5 separate regions of the Mus musculus genome follow, and all the other regions are linked to region 3. A link is a contact called in public HiChIP or PLAC-seq and promoter capture Hi-C data. All regions are on one chromosome and are shown on one strand. The core of a region is the stretch at or near the end of the contact, and the rest is flanking DNA. Distances in the headings are between cores, read along the strand shown. Region 1 overlaps Gsk3b (glycogen synthase kinase 3 beta). Region 2 overlaps Stxbp5l (syntaxin binding protein 5-like). Region 3 holds the start of Ndufb4 (NADH:ubiquinone oxidoreductase subunit B4). Region 4 holds the start of Maats1 (MYCBP-associated, testis expressed 1). Region 5 holds the start of Nr1i2 (nuclear receptor subfamily 1, group I, member 2).

What was found. Promoter capture Hi-C pulls out the DNA fragments that hold promoters and counts their contacts. HiChIP or PLAC-seq counts read pairs in DNA pulled down with a chosen protein or histone mark.
Region 1: a promoter capture Hi-C map of liver shows a contact between it and region 3, with 2.2 times the contacts expected there. The contact joins the enhancer-like site here to the promoter of Ndufb4 in region 3. A contact is called at or near these places in 5 of 39 promoter capture datasets (3T3-L1-derived adipocytes, the SN4741 cell line, liver and 1 more), 3 of 115 datasets of contacts at active chromatin or transcription factors (embryonic stem cells, large pre-B cells and pro-B cells) and 2 of 9 other capture datasets (adipose tissue and liver).
Region 2: a contact with region 3 is called in an H3K27ac HiChIP or PLAC-seq map of neural progenitor cells, with 7 times the contacts expected there. The contact joins the enhancer-like site here to the promoter of Ndufb4 in region 3. A contact is called at or near these places in 15 of 39 promoter capture datasets (the 3T3-L1 cell line, 3T3-L1-derived adipocytes, the HPC-7 cell line and 9 more), 4 of 484 Hi-C or Micro-C datasets (CD4 T cells, CD8 T cells, embryonic fibroblasts and 1 more) and 15 of 115 datasets of contacts at active chromatin or transcription factors (acute myeloid leukemia, double positive thymocytes, embryonic forebrain and 8 more).
Region 4: a contact with region 3 is called in a promoter capture Hi-C map of pre-B cells, with 4 times the contacts expected there. The contact joins the promoter of Maats1 here to the promoter of Ndufb4 in region 3. A contact is called at or near these places in 9 of 39 promoter capture datasets (the 3T3-L1 cell line, 3T3-L1-derived adipocytes, the C10 cell line and 5 more), 2 of 484 Hi-C or Micro-C datasets (CD4 T cells and CD8 T cells) and 1 of 9 other capture datasets (liver).
Region 5: a contact with region 3 is called in a promoter capture Hi-C map of the 3T3-L1 cell line, with 2.4 times the contacts expected there. The contact joins the promoter of Nr1i2 here to the promoter of Ndufb4 in region 3. A contact is called at or near these places in 5 of 39 promoter capture datasets (the 3T3-L1 cell line, liver and pre-B cells).

Annotation. Positions count from the first base shown.
Region 1 is chr16:38,182,895-38,186,480 of GRCm38.p6, reverse strand. Gsk3b (glycogen synthase kinase 3 beta) reads right to left here. Exons shown (of 11, transcript NM_019827.7): 4 at 1,936-2,046. Among named protein-coding and RNA genes, the nearest start is that of Gm25617, 27 kb to the right of the region's middle. Within about 2 kb of position 1,935, at least 27 of the 459 cell types and tissues checked have an H3K27ac peak or open chromatin away from gene starts, as enhancers often do. A contact at or near this core is called in liver, where this site is marked.
Region 2 is chr16:37,108,144-37,111,394 of GRCm38.p6, reverse strand. Stxbp5l (syntaxin binding protein 5-like) reads left to right here. Exons shown (of 28, transcript NM_172440.3): 28 at 1-3,251. Among named protein-coding and RNA genes, the nearest start is that of Polq, 98 kb to the right of the region's middle. Within about 2 kb of position 1,919, at least 10 of the 459 cell types and tissues checked have an H3K27ac peak or open chromatin away from gene starts, as enhancers often do. A contact at or near this core is called in neural progenitor cells, where this site is marked.
Region 3 is chr16:37,652,693-37,655,865 of GRCm38.p6, reverse strand. It overlaps Ndufb4 (NADH:ubiquinone oxidoreductase subunit B4), which reads left to right and starts at 1,498. Exons shown (of 3, transcript NM_026610.1): 1 at 1,498-1,686. The coding sequence starts at 1,507.
Region 4 is chr16:38,339,919-38,343,434 of GRCm38.p6, reverse strand. It overlaps Maats1 (MYCBP-associated, testis expressed 1), which reads left to right and starts at 1,575. Exons shown (of 17, transcript NM_001081025.1): 1 at 1,575-1,778. The coding sequence starts at 1,658.
Region 5 is chr16:38,292,618-38,296,231 of GRCm38.p6, reverse strand. It overlaps Nr1i2 (nuclear receptor subfamily 1, group I, member 2), which reads left to right and starts at 1,408. Exons shown (of 9, transcript NM_010936.3): 1 at 1,408-1,714.

The DNA.
Region 1 (3,586 bases), core at 686-3,185, 530 kb before region 3:
ATAGACATGTGACACCTTCTCCACCTGATTCACCTTCAATTTGTTCTACGTGCTTACTTTCTGAGCTCTATTCCCTAGTTAATACGGTGGAAATAAAAAACCCTCTTGTCTAATTAGGAAAAACAGAAGAAGTACTGACAAAGACACCATCTTTTCAGACTGTATTGCTTAGGACTGACACTACTGAAATTAACATGAAAGCTACTTTCCTTCAGAGGTGTGAGAAAAGTGCTAAGACTAGACAGGTTTAATGTTAATTTAAATCAAGCTACACAAGTTAAAGCCTTCAAAATGAACCATGACAAAAATGTATACATAACATCTTTATGTCAGCATTTTGGAATTAAATTAAATTCAACTCTCTATGCACTTATACCTTGTCCTTTTAACATTTTTCTCAATTAAAAATAAACTTCTAAGAAAGAATGGCAGCTCTGTATCATTACTTTCCACAGCTGTCTGCTCTACTACCTGACGCTAGAACTTGCTAGAAAACCCATAAAGGACAAAAGGAGGGACTAAATCTTGTTCTGGGAAAAGTCTGGACCCATTCAGGACCCCACATGAATAATAATCTTCCTCTCTCCATGGCCCTAAGATGATTTACTCAGGATCCCCAGAGAGTTTGGAAGCCCACATTCCTGTCAGTATGCTCCCTCCCCCTGCTGTAAATGACTTTGAGTTGGAAGTGGCAGCATTGTGACCTCTCCAAGTCAGCTCCATGTCAGCTGCGGGGTAAATATGGAATTAGACTGCTGTCATTGAGAAACAGAAAAACAAACCTAACTCCTAGTTTAACAGCACAGATATTAAATATATGTTTCTAACTAGATTTGGTAATTCACACTTATAATCTCAGCACTCAGGAAGCTGAAGCAGGAGACCTGCTACAAGTATCAAAAGTTCCAGGGTGGTCTGAACTACAGGGTAAGACCCTATCCATCCCTCCCCTATCTCACCTCTAAAAAGAAAAATATATGCTTCCAATCATCTACCACAACTGTAACTAGGACTATACTATATAAATCCCTAGCTACACTGCTGTAGTTACATTTAAAAAAAAGAGGGAATTAATATTCGATACCAAAAACTAAATAATATAATCTGTTTAAAACTGACAGTTTAAATCTCTACGATGAATGCAACAAATATATCTACAAATGGTAATAAAGCATTACAAATGAATATGAAATGAACTCTACATTTATTTAGTGGTTTGTTTTGGTATGTGGCACAATGAAGACATCGAAAATGAAAACAAAGCTATGGGGTTGGGAGATGTCTCACTGGTAAGAGTATTTGCTGTACAAACACCAAAACCCCACCCTGAATCTCCAGCACCATGAACAAAGTTGAGAGTAGGTACACTTGGCTGCCAGCCCAGCCCTGGGTAGGAAGAGCGACTGAGACAAGCCCCAACTAAAAGCTTATATAGGGGTCAGGAAGAGACCAGTTCAAAGGAAAGGTGAAAAAAAAGCACAGTGTCTGCCTCCGGCCTTCACCTGAGCTTCACCTCCCCACAGCACACACACAAGGGCTAACACAATTCAAATCCTTAAGTGAACTTTACTCTATTTTATCAGAAGATTTATCTCAATTCAATTATCACATGAGCATGTGTGTGCAGGGGCACGAGCCACACACGTGGACGGTTAAGGACAACTTCAGGCAGCTGCTTCTCTTCTACCTGAGTAGGTTCCAGGAACAGAACCCGGTTATCAGCCTTGCACAGCAAGTACCTTTTTCCGCTGCAGAGTAATGAAAGCCTTAAGAGGACTCCATGCTATAAAACTGTGTAAGAATTCAACACAATCTAAAGCTTGCTGTTTTTACAAGGAGTAACCAGTGTCAATGGGGTTGACACATCCCAACCTTACCCATGGCTCACACAAAATGTTCTGGAAACTAGAAGGGGTTCGTTCCGTCGTCACGTACCTTGACATAGATCACAGGGAGTGTCTGCTTGGCTCGACTATAGTGTCTGGCGACTCTGTACACTGTCTCCGGAACATAGTCCAGCACCAGGTTAAGGTAGACCTCATCTTTCTGTAAGGTTTTTAAGAACAAAAGAACAAAAACAGATTAGAGACTGATCTTAGGTATTCAAGTGAGAGCAAATTTTCTATACACCTCTTATTCAGATGTTTAAAGAAAAGCTTCATATGGTTAATTTTAATTACACAAAATTACTTTTGAACATGAATAGAGCTGAACAAATGCACCTACCATACTTTATAATCCCAGTATAGTTAAGAGTCCCATCATGTTGCTTATACTGTGTTATGATAGCTTATCATTTATTATAATGTTTATTATTTTTTAGGTTAAAAAAACATCAATGTCTTTTCTCCTATGTGGAAAAATTGCTTGAAGATGCATTGAGTCAAAAGCCAAGAAACCAGGTTGCTAGCCCAGGCTCTGCTGCCAAGTGATGTGTATGACTGATGATATGTCCCGGCTTCAGTTTCTTCAGCTCATAAGAAAGGATGAACTAAGCATTCTTTGAAACACTATAGCCTCCATACAAATGTTTTGTTTTTCTGAAAGGCTACAGATCACTAATATAACAAACTTATGGCAATGAGGTCATACCCAAAAGCTTGTCAATTAGTCTCCAGTGTAGCATCATAAAGACAAGAGTTCAAGGTCAAGAGAAGGAAAGGAGGTACAGGAAAGAGAAGAAATCACTAGCCACACCCTGTTCTCTGAACAGCACCAGTTGGGTAAACTGAGGGAGAACAATGAGGTTAAGGATTACTATTGGTTACTGAGTGGTGAAACTGTTCACAATTCCACCTTATCAAACTGGAGTCTGAGTCAGTGTTTTGGGTGCATCTCCTATGGATCAGAGATGCTACAGGAGGGAGGGGTAGGTGAAGGTACAAAGTTACCCATGTGGAACTCTCTGCTCTACTCTCCCACTCTGTGACTAAAAACAAGTATATGTTTCTTATCTTTTAAATGAAGACTGAAACAACAGAGAGAAAACCCTATATTTAAGATATGGGTTCAGAGCATTCCACAGAGCCAAAAATATCTTTTTTGATGGTCTTTCTTCTTCCATAGTCAACTGGAATACTAAGTCTGCCACTCTCATCAGCACAGGGGAAACAAACGATGCTAATTATCTTTATAAACACAGCTATACTCCACCAAGTAAACACTGCCTATTGCTGTTTGGGGGCTAAAATGACAAGAATCAAGTAGTTGTGGCAGGGACTGGGTAGATTTCAAAATAGCTTGCAAAACTGAAAGTATCAAAGGAAAAAAAAATATGTGTGTGTTTTTTGTAACTCTGGATATATTAGCTTTCTGCACAGCCTGAACTCAAAGCAGCATGGCTACAAAATTGTGTTGACTGGTCTCATATTAAAATCATCATCAATAAATTAAGTTGGAGTTGAGAGACAGATTCTATCTTGGTTTAAATATCTGAAGTCCCTGCTAAGAATCTTGGGTTGGAGCAGTGAGGTACATGCCTCAAGCCCAGAGCTCGGGCTCATGAAGCAGAGGCAGGAGGATCTCTGTGAGTTCCAGGCCAGCCAGTCTAGTCTACAGAGTGAGTTCCAGAACAGCACAGTGTTGG
Region 2 (3,251 bases), core at 670-3,169, 540 kb after region 3:
CTCAGCTCCATCTTAGGTGGTAGTACTGTGTATCCACACAACCCAGGTATCAGAGATGATCATCAACCAACAGGTTGACCATTGTCTCTCATATGCAAGATTCCAGGAAGCATGTGCTAAAAAGTCTAGTATTTCTATCTACTGGCCTGAATAGTATATCTGTCTTCCTGAATAGAAGACATCAGTAAGGTCTCATCTAGAAACAGGACAGAGGGTATAGCGTGGGGGAAACCTGTGGGTATGAGGAGGGATATGAGAGTCTGAGGGAAGTGAGGAGGTTTTGATACAACCAAAACAGAATGCCTTTATTAATATTTTTTTTCTGGAAGAGTGATAGTCAGCCTTGGCTGTATATAACAGTCATTTGAGATTTTTAAAATTCCAATGATTTCAAAATGTCTTAGACTGGGAAAGGAACTCAGTATTCTTGAAAGCTCTAAACATGGGTCCAGTGTCCAGCCAACCTTGGGTAACCACTGCTTTATGAACTGACTAAGAAAGACTCTTGCCTTCATTGGCTGATTCTTAGCCCCTTCCTAGGGACCGGGGAAGACAGAATGTAAAAGAGACAGTCTTATCTTGATTGGCATTTATTCTGTGACTCTCACAGAACAAAAGTGAGTGTACATTTCTAACCAGTCAACTCCACTAAGTCTTTGTAACTCTGTAATATTACTGTGTGACTTGATTTCAGTTATTTAAGTCAAGGATGTAAATTTTGACTGTCTTTTAGATAAGACACTAGAAATATCATAAAATCAGCAGTATAAAAGGCTAAATGGTAAAATTAATCTCAATATCTAGACATTGGAAATTCCCCAAAACACTCACTAAATCCTCTGAAGTTTATTAGGCACCCTTCTCCAGGAGCAGACATGTTGAGAGGCGCCTGCTCTGCTGTGGGTGTCCTGCTGGACCTGAGGTTAGCAAACAGGGAGAACAACTCTTCCTTGTTTTATTGCTATTCCTAAAGCTCCCAGGGCCACTTGAATTTGTTCTTTGACTTATGGGGTATGTGCATAAATGGAAAAATCATAATCTGAGAACAAGTGCCCTGAAAAAGTGCTCACACTCCAGCAAGAAAGAGTCCAGCCAGTGGGAGGCAATGACACAAAAACACTCCGAGTCCTCTCCCTCACGCCACTTCCCCTCTCATCTTGGCCCACTGTTCTCAACAGCAAAGCCAGAAGATGAACTAGGTGGTGGTTTTGGATAGTTGTACACAGTATCAAAAATCTCTAATAACCTATCACGTTTAGTACTGAATTATGCGATGTTTTACTCTAGGAAATAACAGACAGGTGACACCATTGATGAATCTTTCTCTCATCTTCAGAATTTTTGCATCTTTTCAGAAAAGGACAAATTACTATTTTTCTGTTGCATTCAGCAATTGTGACTATACCTAAAATTCTTGTAGTCTGTAGAGATATCAATAAAATTGTATATGTTTGTACATAGATGCTCTCTTATGTCATGATGTCATATACTAATGATTTTTGCCAAGATTAAATATATAGAGGTAAAACATTCATTTGCAAAGTGTTAACTGTAGTTTTACCAAGAATGGATGTTTTTAAAAGACATGGAGGGGATGAAGAGAACACACTGAATTGAGCAAAAAGCAGAAAACAAAATCTAAGTTCCCTAGATGTATACAGATTCTGTTTAAATTTATGGATTGACTCGGGTTAGAAATACCTATTCAGATTTTCTATCAAATTGCAGACATGTGTAAGAGTTTAGTGAAAATTTAAAGACAAACTGTAAGGCTATTGATTAACTGGGACCTGCGGTGGAATAAATATAAAGGCAAACTTGATAACAGTGCCCACAAGACACTGTGGTGGTGCAAGGACTTACACCTCAGGGTGGCCTTGACCGCCTTCCTGCTTTTACAGCTCAAGCTGGAAGAATGAGTCTGCTGTGAGTTTATGCTTCCATCTAGTGGTCATGGAATCCTCTGATTTGCTCTGCTCTCACCAGCTGGTTGATTCTCCTTCTGGTATTTTCCTATATGGTGGCCTTAGCCAACTGATCGTATTCTTCTTCCAAAGTTCTAATTATCTTAGGAAAATTCTTCCTCCACCACAAGCTTTCTTCTATAGCTGAAAGGAACGACAACTAGCCTTGGGCTAAAAAATACTTTTGAGTAAAAGAAAAAGGTATAGGGCCTTTTAAAATATAAATGCTAGTCTCTATTTCAGATCTGTCTCAGCAGAATCAGTTTGTCTTTCTGTGATGACAACATAAGTCCACAAAACTCTGTTCTCCATTTTCTTCTGCTTCCCCCCCCCCCTCGTCTCCCTTCCTCTGTCATTCCGTTCCTGCCTCCCCTGCTCCCTCACTCCCATTCAACAGGACTTCCTTCCTCAAGCCGCTCCTGCCATCTGCTCTATTTAAAGGGCAAGCCCAGCACTGGGGCAGGTTAGCAGTGGCAAGCTCACATAGAAGTGGGTACCACAGGGGTGAAGTAAGAGGTGCACCCACAGAGCTGAGCGGGGGGAGGGGCAGCTGAGACTTCCCTGGTCAGTGACCTTGGAATTTGAGGTCGTCTTTGAAGCAGGGCAGAGGCAACCCCTTTGGTTCTGGAGGGTGGCCACATTCAAGGAATTGAGCATTTAAATAAATTCATTGAGGACATGGGAGCCAAGTTTCTCACAGAGACTGCAGAAGGGTATACAATTAAAAGAAAAACCTAAAATGCTTTAAATTTTGGTGCTTCTACATATAGCACGGTAACTGGGGCTGTAACTTTTATGCTCAAAATGGATAAAGAAGAGGACTTTTAAGTGTTCCACCACAAAGAGGTGACAGTTGAGGGGGTGATTATGCTAAGGATGTACAGGACTATCAAATATTCCCTGTCAGTATAGTTATTATGTCTCAATTTAAAATAATAAAACTTCTTAAAGAAGAAAAGGTAGGAAAACTCTTGTAATGTCGAATACAATTGGTTATCAGTGTGAACATGATTGTCCATATATATATATATACATATATATATATACTATACATATTTATATAATTGTATCTATATAAATAGCTATATACATAGATACACATATAAATATATATTATATGTGTGTGTATGCATGCTGAAAAGGTGTGTATATGTTGTATATAAATATTTCCTAATTCTGAACACTGAATAGACAGAAAGATACAAAGCAATCAAGACAATTAATGCTGGATTATGATTTCCAAGTATTCTTTCCTGCTAATGGGCTAGAGCATCATGAAGAGTGACT
Region 3 (3,173 bases), core at 249-2,748:
CAGAGATGCTGAGAGCTGCATGTTACCTTCATTTACTCTCCAAATCATCTTTCCTGTTCTTATTCTCTTGAAACAGAGGTTTGTGGTGTACCCCAGGCCGGCCTTGAGCTCAGAGCTCCTGCCTCAGCCTCCCAAGGGTTTGCGGGAATGCACTGTTATTCTGCTTGTTACTTTCCTATCTGAAAGGATGTCTTTTACTTTCAGCACCTGAGGAGTGCTGAGGATTTAAGAGAGGTGTTTTTGTTTTGTTTTGTTTGCATTTTCACTAAGGTATTTACTCAGGAGTTTCATTCTTTATTATTTTCTGATCTACTACAGCCAGGTAAAACTTGCTCTGTAACCCCACTCTCCTTTTAAACAGTATTTTATGTCTTCAAAAGATAAGCTTATACTTAGGTGGTGAAGAACCAGTCTGCCTCCATCTTAGGTTTAAAAGCCATCTGATAGTAAAGACAAACTAAGTTAAACAAATTAACTTGATGAATTAAAGCTGTTAATTAATCAAAGATTGGGCTATGCCCCACCTGTAACCTTAACTACAAATGGTTCTGTACTGCCTGTTCCAGGAATAGCACTCACATTTTTGTTTCAAAAAGTTAATGTTTATCTTGCAAAAGGTTTGTATGGGTACCTTGTATGACTACCTGCTGTTATGACTGCCTTTGTGTCTTTGTTTCAGGAGACTAACTTATTATGCCTATATTCTGCTCCTGTAACTCCTATTTTGCCACAAATCCCCCATTTAGAACTCCTCTACCTCTGAGCTATAAAAGCCTTCCTCACATCCAATGAACCTTGCCTTAGGAGGAGGCAGGGGGAGGCAGCTCGTGTACAGGAATAAAAACCTGACTTTAATTAATCTGGACGAGATGATCTGAGTCGGTGGTCTTTCTCCTCCCATCTTTGGGGTTAACAGTGGATTGGTCCTAAAGTGGTAACCTTTAGAAAGCTTATTCTCTTTTTTGTTTGGGGTGGGGCGTAGCTAGGGAAATGTTTGAAAAGCAATTTCATTGTTTTCAATGTCTCATTTAATTCCAACAACCTTGCTAGGAGTGCAGAGTCAAGGTCATTTCTCCAGGGTAAGAAAAAGGAAATTTGGGAGACACTAATGACCTTGACTAATGACAAGGTCACCCAGGTTGGAAGAACCCACCCTGGACTGTAGGACTTCAGGAGTCACAGACAACCCAGTTTCCCAGTCTCCTCTAGTCTACTCAACTTCAGGAAATCAGTTCTGCAAACAAGTAGTAGCACAGAGAGAAAAGGAGTTTACCACCAGACAAGAGGAGGCAAAACGAGAAGCAGTGCGCACGCGCAGAATACGCGGGACGAGGGCGTGAAGGAGGATTGGCAAAGGCTCCACCCAGCCTCGAACCCCACCCCTCTCCCGCCCCTTCCTGCCAGAGCGCCTTGTGCGCGCGCAGGCGCACTTCCTGAGCCTGAAGGTCAGACTCGAGAGGGCAGCCCTCATATCCGCGCAGGCGCAGATGTGCGCCGGGAGTCAAGATGTCGGGTTCCAAGTATAAGCCTGCGCCCCTGGCCACTCTCCCCAGTACCCTCGACCCTGCCGAGTATGACGTGTCTCCGGAGACCAGAAGGGCGCAGGTCGAGCGCTTGAGCATAAGGGCCCGGCTTAAACGGGAGTATCTGCTTCAGTACAACGACCCCAAACGCGTGTCGCACATCGTGAGTGGGGCCGGGCGGGACTGTGGGCCGGGGCAGCCGCATCTCGCGTGGGCACACGCGGGGCCGCCCAGCTCCCTCCGTGTGCTGGACACCGGCCCCGAGCCGCACAGCCCTTGGCCCTTCAACTTCGGCCTTCGGCTCAGTGGTCAAAGGGATCGGACGGCTTCCCCCTTGGTTTAGAGAAACTTGTTCCACTCTGCATAGTCTCGGCTTTCTTGTCTGAAACATGGCCATAATATGGTCCTTCATATCTTTTGAGGCAGATTAACACATGACTGACTAATCTAGCACAGTATCTTCCTCGAAAAGGGCGTGCTCAAGCCCGGTTCTCCCAAGTGTACTGCATAAAAAGCTGTTTTGTGCCATTCAGCTCCTAACTCTCAAGGACACTTCTTTCTTTCTCTTGAGAATAGGGGTTGTTCAAATGAAGTGTGTTATAGAAGCTGAGGCTTTGATGCATTCGGCTTTGGAAGCAGACCTCATGGCCCCATATAATAACCAACTATGATCCCTGGGCAATTTACGTAATCCCTCTCAAACCATAGCTTTTTTGTGTTCTCGTGGAAAATGGTGTGCATCCGTCAGATTTGTGAAATCAAACAAGAAAGTACGTAGCATTACTATGTATGTAACATACATCACTAAAAAAATATTTTGGCAAGTGTGCTTTTAGACAGTTTCTTCTGTAAAAGCTGTCTAAATATCTCAAATGGGATTTTTTTTTAAATAAAGATTTTCCAACAATTGCATACATATTCTCTATCATTTTTGAAAGTTAGAACAACCAAGGGAAAGTTACACAAAGTGGTCAGGTTCAATGCTAGTCTCCAGGTGGCTCAGAATGCCAGGTCCTCCAGCCACAGCCTCACATACTGGGGTTACTGCCACTTGAAACCCATGCCTGGTCTGAAAGACATTTAAAAAAATTAAATGTCGCAGTCATTCACAGAGGTTACTGTGTTAGTCTCTTGGCTTTCTAGATGAGACTGTATGGACAGTGACACCCAGAAACAGGTCACACACCCTAGTCTGTGTGACTTATATTACCTTCTGCACAGATAGAGTATCCTCAAGCAGACCTTTGTTTACATGGTGAAAGAGATACACCTGTTCTATACTATAAGCTAGATAGCATGGGATTGTTACTATTTTTTTTTTTTTTTCAGACAGGGTCTGAATATACAGCAGCCCTGGCTGTCCTGGAAATCAGTATGTAGAACAGGCTGGCCTTGAACTCACAGAGATCAACCTGCCTCCGCTTTGTGAGTGCTCACATTAAAGGCATGAACCACAACACGGGGCCTGTTTGTTTGTTTAACTTTTTAAAAGTAACTAGAGTAAGGCCTCAGTCAGATGTGAAGTTTGAACCCCCAGTCGTCTGTTTTTTGATCTCTGTAACCCAGGGAAGTTTCCATTTCGCATCTCTAATAGAAATAGAGACACCTGCCTCCTTAGCTGCCCCATTAATCGTTTACCAGCCAAAACTT
Region 4 (3,516 bases), core at 326-2,825, 690 kb before region 3:
ATTTCCCATGGGCAATGTGAAAAAGACCAAATAGTACAAAATTCTTAAGGACAAGAACTAAGAATGTCTCACTCCCTTTGGCTTAAAGGGCAACACTGTCTCTATCACTGTCTCTATCACCCATCACTCTTTCCTACTCAGAGTCAAGGACAGACAGTGGCCCCTCCCTTATAAGACAAAGGGAATCAGCCCCTGTGTAGAGTTCTCTCAACATGATTAGAATTGGGCTGGAGAGATGGCTCAGCGGTTAAGAGCACTGATTGCTCTTCCGAAGGTCCTGAGTACAAATCCCAGCAACCACATGGTGTCTCACAACCATCCCTAATGAGATCTGATGCCTTCTTCTGGGGTGTCTGAAGACAGCTACAGTGTACTTACATATAATAATAAATAAATCTTAAAAAAAAAGATTAGAATTAACTTTGTTAGTGATAATAGCGAGATTATTTTGGACTAGTGTGTATCTCAGTAGTAGAGTGCTTATAGCATATGTGAGACCCTAAATTCAATTCCCAATGCCACAAAAATAATGAATGAATAAATAAATGAACAATATTAGTTCGAGGCGTTGGCTAATTTTAAGGTAAAATGATACTATGAAATTTCTTTTTAAAAGAAGAATGGATCATGGGCAAAAGCTGACCCATTTCTGCCTCTCTAGTTTTCATTGCAGGATTTATTTATTTATTTATCTATTTAAAGCAGAGACTACGCATGCACCATAATACCAAGAGCAGCAGCCTGGAGATAGAGTTCCTATTACAGAAGCCAATGTCCGCTTTTATACTGCTCCAAGGCCCAACACACAGGAACTTGGATTTCTCCACCTTGTGGAAAGAGGCTTTCAGAAATGAAAGTACCGCCAGGCTTGGTGGTGCACGCCTTTAATCCCAGCATTTGGGAGGCAGAGGCAGGCGGGATTTCTGAGTTCGAGGACAGCCTGGTCTACAAAGTGAGTTCCAGGATAGCCAGAGCTACACAGAGAAACCCTGTCTCGAAAAACCAAAAAGAAAGAAGGAAAGAAAGAAAGAAAGGAAGAAAGGAAGGAAGGAGAAAGAAAGAAAGAAAGAAAGAAAGAAAGAAAGAAAGAAAGAAAGAAAGAAAGAAAGAAAGAAAAGAAGGAAAAGGAAAGGGAAAGGAAAAGAAGAAATGAAAGTACCCAATTCTAGCAGGTGAAGAGATTTCCCATGGATTTCTAGAAGATACTGGCGGCAAGGGCGGTCACTAGCAAATAGCTCTTGGTTTTCTCAAGTAGCCCTTTCCCCAGCATCTGACGTCAGCTCTATTGGGCAGAATCCCTATCCCTTAGCCTCTTCTTCCTGGCCCTGCTTCTTTCCATGCTAGATTTTCCCTTTCTCTTGACTATTCCCTTCCAGTACCCAGCTCCTCAGGTCGCCCCACGTCTTGCCTCTTCATTCTGCCAGGTTTGTTCACCCTGTATCCCAAAATCTACTCTGTCGCTCCTTTCTGCCTCTTCAAACTGCCCCCAGAGCCTTTCCCCCTGCCCTTTCACTTCTCCGCCCCGCCTCCCCGCCTCCTGAAACTCGCCCCGCCCCTTATCCCTGCGTGCTTCTGCGGTTGCCATAGCTACGGTGTACACAGCTACCAAGCCTCCCATAGCTGTTTTTCTGCTGGCGGGAGGGAAAAAGGCAGCACCATGAGCCAGACAGTGACCATCCAGGAACCCAGGCCCAATGATCAGAGGATTCCGTATCAATGCAGAGAGGTGCGGAGGGCCAAGGGCGGATTCGCCAATCGAACGTACGATTACCTGTACGGTAAGGACTGCCCACTCCTCCTGGGAGCTAATGTAACCTGGTAGGGTGTGCTAAAAAACAAGCTCCAGGACAAACCCTCTGGCTCTGGACCGCACAGGTGGGAGCCCTAAGTCCCAAGTACGCTGTGGGCCACGCGCTCTGCAGCACTTCGGAAGCCACAGGTGTGCGCAGCTTCTCCAAGTGCCAGACGGGGGTCACCCCTTTTCCCTCTGATAATTTAATCTTCCTGAAACCTAGTCTGGTTTCAATCATTCAGGTGCACATTCATAAAAGTGTGAAGTGAGCCGGGTGGTGCATGCCTTTAATCCCAGCACTTGGGAGGCAGAGGCAGGTGAATTTCTGAGTGCGAGGCCAGCCTGGTCTACAAAGTGAGTTCCAGGACAACCAGGGCTACACAGAGAAACCCTGTCTTGAAAAAAACCAAAAAAAAAAAAAAAAAAAAAAAAAAAGAAAGAAAGAAAGAAAGAAAGTGTGAAGTGATTTGCAGAGCTGGAGAGGCACGCAATGCATTCAAACACACATGTCCAGTGAAAGTGATAGTGATTTTCCTGCCCCAGGTTCTGACAAATCCAAATTTGGGGTTCTGGGTAAAGAGGTTCCAGTTGGCTTCATGTTTGTTTTCAGTGGTTTCCTCCTCTTCCTCCTCCCCTCTTTCTCCAACCTTCTGTTAATCAAAACATTGTTGATAAACTCAGTGCACCCATTCCCCTAGGACCAATTAAATTCCGGTTTATGTTATGCCCTGATTTTCCATTTGTGGTCTTCCTCTCCAGACCTTAAGTTCTGGTTCACACATGTCTGTCATCCTCTTGAGCCTATTACAATACTGTACACAGTATTATGTATAAAAGTGTTAACTAGACTACTGGATTTATACCACAACAAGTGCAACCATTTAAGCACGATGCTTTCTTTTTCTGATTTTTTCCCTCTGTAGAAACAGGCTGTCACCTGAGCCCTGCATAATTTTCAGCCTTATGGTATTTCCTTTGGATCTCCAGAATCTCTTCTGAAAACCTGTTTTCTTGGATTGGGCTGTGTAATTACCGACTGCATGCTCTCTTAGTTAGCTTTTCTATTGCTGGGACAAAACATCATGATCAAAAAGCAAGTTGGGAGGGAAAGGGTTTATTTAGCTTACACTTCTACATTGCTGTTCATCACCAAAGGAAGCCAGGACAGGAACTCAAGCAGAGCAGGAAACTGGAGGCAGGAGCTGATGCAGAGGCCTTGGATATTGTTGCTTGCTCTCTGTGGCTTGCTCTTCATGGCTTGCCCTCCATGGCTTGCTCAGCCTCCTTTCTTATAGAACACAGGACCACCAGCCCAGAAATGGCACCACCTACCATGGGATGGGCCCTCCCCTACTGATCACTAATTGAGAAAAGGCCTTACGTCTGGATCTCATGGAGGCATTTTCTGAACTGACGCCCTTTCCTCTCTGATGACTCTAAACTCAAATTGACACACAAAACTAGCCAGTACAACACTTCCATCTTAGGATCTTATTGCTGTGAACAGACACCATGACCAGGACAACTCTTAAAAGGAAAACATTTCACTGAGGCTGGCTTACAGTTCAGAGGTTTAGTCCATCATTGTCATGGCGGGAAGCATGGCAGCATCCAGGCTGATATGATGCTGGGGACAGAGCTGAGAGTTATATATACATGCTGATCCACAGGCTACAGGGAGAGACTCTGTGTCACACTGGGTGGAGCTTGAGCATAGAGGACCT
Region 5 (3,614 bases), core at 159-2,658, 640 kb before region 3:
AACAGAAAGAAAAGTAGGGCATATGTCCCCCCCAAACAACCACCACAACAGAACAAAAATAAAAACCAAAGAGGAGATCACCCCTCTGAGTCTACCCCATGGCACCTCTGTGCCCTGGAGGTCCTTGGACCACCCTGCTCCCTTCCTTTGGCTTCACCTGAACTTGCACCATTAGTGTGTCATGAATTTAGTTGGCTATCTGAGTTTTCCTTTTTCTTTTCTTTTTTTTTTTTAATTTATGGTTTTGTTTATGTTTTTATAAAATTGACCAAGGACGCTGACTGCCTAGGCTTGCCTCTGGTGGATGGTTCAGGAGCTCCTAGTGCTGGTTGCAGGGGAAGAAAGTTTGAGCAGAGGTCAGGACTCCAGTTTCTCCTCCTTTCCAGCCATGCGTGGGAGTGACTCAGGTCCTCTCTGGGCCTCCAGTCTGGGGTTCTTAGTAACTACCACAAACTGGGTGTTTAAACTGGCTTCCAAATAAAGCCCTACCCAGATAAATGTTGATGCCTGGCAGCCCTGCAGTCTTCTTATGCCACCTAGAGCTCAGGACAGCATCTGCAGAGGAAGAGAGACCAGACAATCCCTCAGGAACCGAAGAGCATTTCTCTCCTTTGGGAAGTTCCTCATTTGTCCTGGATTCCCTGTTTCTGCTGTAAATAACTTGCCATTTTTATAGGAGAGGTGAATAGAGACCTTTGTATGCCAGAAGAGCCCCGAGAGATGATAAAAGCTGTAATAATTTACCCGTGACCCCAGGACTTCTGGTGAGGTGCCCTGCCCATTCTGGAATCCTGCCCATTCATCTCAGTACAGAAAAAAAAAAGACCTGCTTCCACTCGTGGAAATAAGTGTCCCTTGTCAGGCTTCCCAGATATGCAAGCCCCCAGGGCCAAGGACACCCCGATGATGTCCTGCTACCCCAGAGCCCACTAGACAGGAAGCTTCTAGAAGGGTCCGAGAGAAGAGAAAACTCTCAGACAGTTCCTGGTAGTCCCAGCCAGCTTTCTGTCCTGTGGTTGGAACTGCAAGGTCATACCTGTCTCGAAGCTATTTCCTCCCTCTCTCTCATATCAACAAGCCAGTGTCATGTGTGTGGCCTTTTCCTTACTTTCACGTAAACTGCTTCTGTCCAGGAAATTAACTTAGGGAAAAAAAGTGTTAGGAGCTATAGATTCAAAGGCACTTTACCTCTAGAGGCAAAATCACCCTCAGAGAGGCAAACATTGGCCCAGAATTACTTAGAGCAAACACTTAAAACACACTTCCCCTCCCTTACATGTTTTACAGTGAAGACAACTATGAAAAAAATAGGAAGGGGATATAACAAGAGTAAATACGGTAATCTGGTCATTGCTAGCTCGGGTGCTGGACTTGGGACTTGGGAGTGCCAACTGGGGCCCCTTACTACATTGGACCTGGGGTGTACTGTGGGCAAGAACAAGTATGGTTCCTATGCCTGTGGACAACATAGCCTAAGGTTAGCTGAGGGTGAGAATCGGGGATAGATACTGCTCTTTTGTCTACTTGGATGGTCAGCCTCTCCCTAGGGGCCTGACCTTGGCTCATAGGAAACACTGAGGACTTAAGCTGAGATCTCCATGTGCAGCCAGGTAGCCACGGCAGGTGTGCTGAGCTCTGGGCAGAACCATCGTTCCTGATTCTTCAAGGTGGACCCCAAGGGGGAAATCCAACAAAAGCAGTGGCCCCCAGACAGGTATGATCTTTCCTTCTTTCTCTTTCTAAGAGTCAGATGCCCTCTGCCTCTGAACAGAAGGCTGAGGGGGATACAAATGAGGTCGGAGGTCAGCAATGTGAAGGAGTATGGAGGACAATGACACCTTTTTCTCTCCTCTTCTCCTTCCTGGGTCAAACAAAGCATGAAGACAGTTGTGGAGCCAAGGTGCTCTGCTACCTGGCCTACACTTGTGTTGCCAGGAAGCATCACAACAGAAGCCTTGTGTATGTGACATCGGGCATTAGATAGGCAGCCGAGCCCCTTCTGTGACAGGGTTGGAGTCCCTGACCTAGGAAACACCGCTGCTGAAGACCATGAGAATCAGGAACTATTAGCACTGGCTCCCAGAGCTTGTCAGGTTAGTGCTGGCAGCCCCCGGGGACATAGACAGCGGCAGGATGGTCACGAGGCCTCACATTCTCATTAGCGGTGTCTCAGTACACACTATATCCGTGTACAGTGGTCGGCTTTAGACTCTGTTTGTCAGAGTCATTCCCGTTATGTTCAGTACCCTAGGTCCCATCTCTGCTCCATACAACAGCCCGAGGCGCAGGCTAGAGACATGGCTTTAAGGCTCCTCCACATCCAGGAGCTACCTTAGGAGATGCCTTCAAGGCCACCAAACCTTCCCTCTGTGCTTCAGGTGTGGCATTGTCCCTTGCACGTGCATGACTGTTTTTCATTGCTGCCGGGAAGGCAAAGGACCACCACACAGATGAAAAGTGGCTGAATTATCTACACTGAGAGGAATCCTTGGTCTCTAATGACTTGGCCAGAGTCTAAAGTATTCCAAGTAAGGCCTCTGAAGCCTGGCTTACCCTGTTCATTAATAGACTTTTTTGAATACACAAAAATACTTGCTTAAAAATGCTTTATTTATATAATAAATGTAATCTAAACTGGGATCACCAAGTTATAGCTCATGGGCCAAATCTGGCCCATCAGCTATTTTTTTTTTTAATCAATAAAGTCGTACTAAAACACAAAGTCGTGAGGCTGGTTTTGCCCCATAACAGCGGAAGCAAATGGTTCTACATAGAAGATGTCGCCGACTCGTCTACAGGCAATCTGCCTGATGCTAAATGACTGGGAAATAAACACAGTCGACCACTGCAAAGCCAATTAGACTGGTTTTGTAGGTGGCCACTGTTTAAACTGTCAAGCGACTCATGACTGATTGCATGCTCAGTAAAATGCAGTGTAAATACAGCTAACTGCTTCTCCTAGTCCCTGTCTCCCACCAAAGCAACTGGCATGGTGTGTGTATACCAGACCACAGTCTTTGCATCTATGTCTGTGTTCACGTACAAACCAACCCAACTGCCATGTGATTTTTCCACCGTGCAGGACTTAGAGATCTTCCCCATCCACATAGAACCTTGCCCTGTTTAACTGCTTTAGGATTTAAGTGTTTATTTTTAAAGTTTTTGTTACAAGCATCTATTCAGTGTGTATGTATGTGCGAGCATACCTGCCATGGCATGCGTGTGGGAGGTCGGAGGATAAATGGCAGAAGTCCATCCTCTCCTTCCACCATGTGGGTTCCAGGGAAGGAGCTTAGGTCTTCACGCTTGATGACTTCCCTGTACATGTTCACTACTTCTGCTTCTTACAACCTTTGTTTCTTTCTTCTTTTTAAAATTGGATATTTTCTTTATTTACATTTCAAATATTATCCCCTTTCCCGGTTTCCCTCCCTCCTGGAAACACCCTATCCCATTCTCCCTCCCCCTGCTTCTATGAGGGTGTTCCTCCACCTCCCCACCCACCCACTCCCACCTCCCCACCCACCCACTCCCACCTCCCCACCCTCGATTCCCCTACACTAGGGCATCTATCGAGCCTTCATAGGACCAAGGACCTCTCCTCTCACTGATGC